Linked DNA regions of Mus musculus: region 2 is linked to region 1. Evidence: chromatin contacts called from public ChIA-PET data. All regions are on one chromosome and are shown on one strand. Each heading gives the region's core, a stretch centred on a gene start, on an enhancer-like site or on the middle of the called end of the contact. The rest is flanking DNA. Distances are from core to core; before and after follow the strand shown. Region 1 holds the start of Hk3 (hexokinase 3). Region 2 holds the start of Txndc15 (thioredoxin domain containing 15).

Evidence for each region. ChIA-PET counts read pairs in DNA pulled down with a chosen protein or histone mark.
Region 2: a contact with region 1 is called in an RNA polymerase II ChIA-PET map of memory CD8 T cells, with 8 read pairs. The contact joins the promoter of Txndc15 here to the promoter of Hk3 in region 1. A contact is called at or near these places in 1 of 39 promoter capture datasets (neutrophils), 1 of 115 datasets of contacts at active chromatin or transcription factors (memory CD8 T cells) and 1 of 9 other capture datasets (liver).

The regions. Positions count from the first base shown.
Region 1 is chr13:55,020,046-55,022,752 of GRCm38.p6, forward strand. Hk3 (hexokinase 3) reads right to left here and starts at 1,340. Exons shown (of 19, transcript NM_001033245.4): 1 at 1,101-1,340.
Region 2 is chr13:55,713,256-55,715,962 of GRCm38.p6, forward strand. It overlaps Txndc15 (thioredoxin domain containing 15), which reads left to right and starts at 1,395. Exons shown (of 5, transcript NM_175150.3): 1 at 1,395-1,589. The coding sequence starts at 1,523.

The DNA.
Region 1 (2,707 bases), core at 90-2,589:
GAAGGGAACAGTCACTTAGCCCCTAGCTGGGGCTCTGAGAAAGAACTTTAATGCCTGTCCTCTCTTTCTTGTCCCCACAACTACTGACTATTCCAGGAGTCTCCTGATATTTCTGCTTCCGCAGGTTGAATCTAGCCCGGCTCACGCTGTCATGGCTCCTCCCACAGATGGAGCCAAACTCTGTGGTACTACTGCAGGATCCTCATTTGCCCTCACCCCAAGCTTCCTCTTGCTACTCCTTGAGCTTCTGAACTCCACACATGCTGACTCCCTGTCATCTGCTTTTTAGTTTTCACTTAAGTTGGTCCCCATTTCTGAAGGGCTAGCCTCATAACCTTGTGATGTCTGAGTCACCTCTGCACTTCAATTCCGGGACAGGGTTGGGCAAATTTAGACCTGGTGCTCGTGCCTGTAAACATAGCACTTGGTTGACTGAGGCAGGAGTATCAGGAGTTTGAGGACAACCTGGGCCACATAGTGAGACCCTGTCTCAAAAGGAGGCAGTAGATTTGGTAAAGCAAGAAATTTGTTTCTGACAACTCTCCCCTAAATTATATGTGTGTGTGTGTGTGTGTGTGTGTGTGTGTGTGTGTGTATCACCACTTAGTTTCCAATCTGTCAGAAGAGAACATACATTCCAGTAGTCTGTTAAAGGATAAAATAAGGTAACTGACGCAACTATCTTCGTTCAAGGCCCAGCTAACACAATCATTCACATACTTACCTGCTCGCACACTCAACATTTACTCCGCACGTGCCAGACGATGAGGTTTCCTGCAAGGAACCCTAGGATTTAAACTCTAGGTTCATACATTTGGACCTCTCTCTTCTTCCAGTGAGGGGCATGTCTCCATTCCACTGTCACCAGAAACAAGTCGAAAGTCTACACATGTTTGAATTAAGAGCTTCTTGACTTTTCTCATCTGAATCAGACATGGTTCCAAAGTGCTGCTTTTGAATGGTATTCTAGAGACCGGTCCTGAGGCTGGGCACCACCGTCACCAGTGAGAACTCATAGCACAGTCTTGCTAACCTCCATTAGCCATAGGATAAGCCGAGGGCTTGAGACGAGGCCTGCAGGAATTAGAGGAAGTGCTTACCTGGGAGATTCAGAAGTTGATCACCTTCCTCGGGGGCTCAGCTCTTCTCCCAAATATGACCACAGTGATACTGGACTAAACTCAAAAGTGAAAACTCTGGGTCAGCTCCCCAAGCTCCACCTTCCTCTGTAGCCACTTAACCGAAATCTGCTAATTCAGGAAAGGGCACTTCCCTACAAATCTGCTCTCAACGGAGCCCAGAATGGGCAGGGCCATGGTACAAACAAGCCAGATGACCACAGGAAGTTGAAGGCCCAACGAGGTTAAGAACTCCAAAATATTCTCTCAGCAGCGCTAGGAGCGCTGTTCGTGTTATACACAAAGTTTTCAAGTGCCAAGTTCCTTGGAAAGAAGCGGAGACCAGCCTAGAAATTTGTGGTTGAACTAGGCAACGTGTCAAAATGTAGTAAGCAGAACTGTGTAAGAAGCAATGTAGGAGCCTAAGAGGAAGGGCCATCATGACTGCAGGAGAGTGGGCAGGGCAAGTTGGTGAAGTCCTTTCACAAAGAAGAGAGCATGTATGCAGTCAAGAGTCGTGCGTGCGTGTGTGTGTGTGTGTGTGTGTGTGTGATAGAATCAGGTATAGCTCTCAGGACCTAATGAGAATGCCCGTAGTTGAGATACATGGCGGAAGAAGTAACTGCCAGGCCGAGAAGTCTAAAGAGTCCGTAAGGCAAGATGGGGCAAGAGGTTTGCCTGGGGGTCTTCTCTTGTGGAAGATAGAGTTCTTAAGCTTCTGTGGAGCTACTCTACTGGCCACTACACTGCTTTTCCACTTAACTGTTTTCCTGAAATACAGTCTTGGGGAACTAAGCATGTGTGTGTGTGTGTGTGTGTGTGTGTGTGTGTGTGTGTGTGTGTTCAGCTACCCCCAATATATCAACTAAAGAAATGAATAATAATGAAAAGCAGTGTGTGTTTGGAAGAGGGACAGATAAAGGGGTCCAGTGACCTCCAGGACTCTCTGCAGGGTACTTAGAAGAGCTTTATGCTCAAACAGTGAAGGAGTGGGGCAGAGTCAAGAGATACACATAAGTTAGCAGTATTGATCCAGGTGTGCTTCCACCCCCTCACTCTCAGCTCTTATCCTGCAAGGTAGTCTGACAAGCTCTTCTGTCATCCAAAGGAGGCCAGTCTGGATACCACACTTGTCATTTGAGAGGAAAGTGCTATCCTGCGAGACTTTGCTGGTCCCAGAATACAAAATGACTGAGGTTTAGGACGTGACCTAACTTTGTGCCTTCAGCCTTGAAGGAAGAGATGGGTCAGAGAGACAGGCACTCCCTGAGTAATTAGCATGTCCATGCAGAGCAAGCTGTAGTCAGACACAATGCCTAACAAAAGCAGCTTCTAAGTGCCTGTTAGAACTCAGGCAAATTGGTGGGCACAAGACTGCTATTTAGCAGTCATGCTATTATTCAGTTAGTGAAGGCCTCCACAGGACACAGGCGAGCAGAGGTGGCTCCTGTAGCAGCTTTGATGTGATCTGACCTATAAACACGGCAAATACAGCCCTACCTGCAGTTTCCTGGATACCAAGCAGACATACAAGCTTTGAGAGACAGAGAAGTCAAGAATGATGTAGGGGAAGGCAAACTGACCGTGCT
Region 2 (2,707 bases), core at 145-2,644, 690 kb after region 1:
TTTCCTACAGCCCCACCATATGGAGGCATTTTCTCAGTTGAGGTTCCCTCCTCAGATGACCGTAATTTCCCATTTTGTCAAGATTGTAGTAAAAATTAAACTTTTATTAAAATTTTTTATTTAAATAAAAATTATTTACATTTTATGTTTCTGGGTGCTTTGCTTGCTTGTATATATGTGTGCACAGTATGGTACTGATGGAGGCAGTACTGGATCCTAGGAGCTGGAGGTGAAGAAGGCTGTGAGCTGCCATGTGGGTGCTGGAGATCAAACCCTGGTCCTGTGTTCTTAATGAGTGAGTCACTCCTCCAGGCTCAGGCTCTGAGCTTTAAATGCCAGACACTTACAGGACTTAAGTACTCAGGTTAGAGGCACATGCTTTGGAGTTTGAGTGACAGTGGACTAGTACCCAGCTACTAAGTTACTAAGTATTACAGCGTCTTGACTCAGATTGCCAAGACCTTTGGTTCATAACCCTTGGCCTTCTTCGAGAGCAGTATGTACTCTTAATCTCAAAGTTATCTTCCCCTCTCCCCTCCCCCTTTCTGCTCTCATCTCTTCAACTCCCTTCCCCTCCACTCTTTTCTCCTTCCTTTTCCCACCTCTCATTTTTGAGACAAGGTCTCATTCTGAAGCCCAGGCCAGTTCTGGAATTCATGATGTAGCCCAGACTGGCTTGGAACCCACAGTAATTCTCCTGCCAGAAGAGGGCATCAGATCTCATTATGGATGGTTGTGAGCCACCATGTGGTTGCTGGGATTTGAATTCAGGACCTCTTGAAGAGCAGTCATTGCTCTTAACTGCTGAGCCATCTCTCCAGCCCCCCTAAGTGTCATTATCTTAGGAGTCCCAGTGTTAAAACCAACCAACCAATTTGCCAGAAGTAGCAAATTATAGGATAGACAGTTACATACACACATACAGCAGTTATGCGAAGTTCAAATTTTTTTTTTTTTTTTAAAACTTCAGTCTTCGGACCTTCGGAAGAGCAGTCGGGTGCTCTTACCCACTGAGCCATCTCACCAGCCCGCGAAGTTCAAATTTAACTGGATCTATCCTCTGTCTGGCAACACAAGCTAGTGCAACATGCTGAAGTAATACATCAGACTATCTGTGATTTCCCAAGGTTCTGTCCCTCCTCCATTGTGCACAAGTTTCTTGGCCTTTTTGTCTCTTGAAATGAAAGGTATTAACTCCGCACACAGGTTCAGTACGTGTCGCAAGCAGCGAGGAGTTCTCATGGGAATGGCTATTGATGGCTGCTCGAATCCTACTTTGATACTTGTTCCCCAAAAGCGGCTTCCAGTACAGGTCGCACAGGCCTGGCTAGAGGCCGACCGCCCGACTCCAAGATGGCGTCTGCAGCGTCGGCCAGGAGTCAAGATGGCGGCCCGCGGCCACGCCTGCGCTCTGGGCTCTCCTCCCCGTAGTCTCCCTGGGGCGGGGGGTGCGACTCCGGTTGCCGGTGCGCCGATTTTCTTCCACCGCGGTGGCTGTCGCCGCGGCTCCCTGTCGCGCGCCATGCAACTCCTCTGCTGGTGGCAAGTCCTGCTGTGGGTGCTGGGCCTTCCGGCCCACGGCCTGGAGGGTGAGTGCGGATCGGGGTCCGGCGAAGGCGGCTGCGTGGGGCGACGCGCTGCCACCCGCGGGCGGTGCGGGACGGTGCGTGGCGGTGGGGGTGCTGGGCGGCGGAGGCCGAGCCTGCCCAGGCCCCTCGGCGGGCCTGGCCCGATACCCTCTGCGATGCGCACTTTATGATCAGCCGTCAAACGCAGACACCTGACTTTTGTTGTGTCCTGATTAGAATCCCAGAGCTCAGATCTCCTCCAGTCCTTCCAGCCGCCGCGGGAGACTGCTTCCGTTAATACCTTCATTTCACAGGCTGGAGACGAGGAGGCTCGGAGGGAATAAGCTATTTGCCTGTTCGCACTTAGTAGTAATATCAGAGCCTGAGGTCTCTCCGACTTCAAAGTTCACGCTGGAGTTCGCTCTTGCTGGGCCACTGTTTGAAAGTGGCCACTCTAGATTAGTTGGGATCTGTCTGAAGAAAACACCAAAAACCAACATCAGATTCCTGGGGCCCGTGTTTATGTGGGGACCCCTTTAAGTGGGTAAAGGAGCCACTCTGTGCTAGAGTGGGGAGCAGAGAGAGGCCTTCTTAGTTCATGGCTCTTTTATCCACTCCTATTAAAAGACCATTTCTTTCTTTCTTTTCTTTTGGATTCATTTATTTATTTTTAGTTGATTAGTTAGTATTTTTTTGAGACAATGTTTCTCTCTGGAACCTGGCTGTCCTAGAAATTACTCTGTAGGCCAGAGATCAAGAGATCTGCTTGTCTCTGCCTCCCGAGTGCTGGGATTAAATTCCACCACTGCCTGATTTACATCAAACATTTTTTGTTGCTATTGTCCTTTGTTTTGAGACAGCTCAGACCGACCCCCCCTCCCCCCAATCCTCCTGCCTGCCTAGGGCTGTTTCCATTTAGGGATGCCCAACCTGGAACTGAGACTCAGGACCTAAATCCTCTTTCAATATTATGCAGCCATAGATGAGGGCCTGAGATGGAAGCCAGTGTCTGTCAGATCTCACAGCCAAAAATTGAAATTTTCAATCTATTTAATCACTAGCCTTTAAAATGAAGATGTAAGTGGGGCAGTGGTGGTGCACACCTTTAATCCCAGCATTTGGGAGGCAGAGGCAGTCGG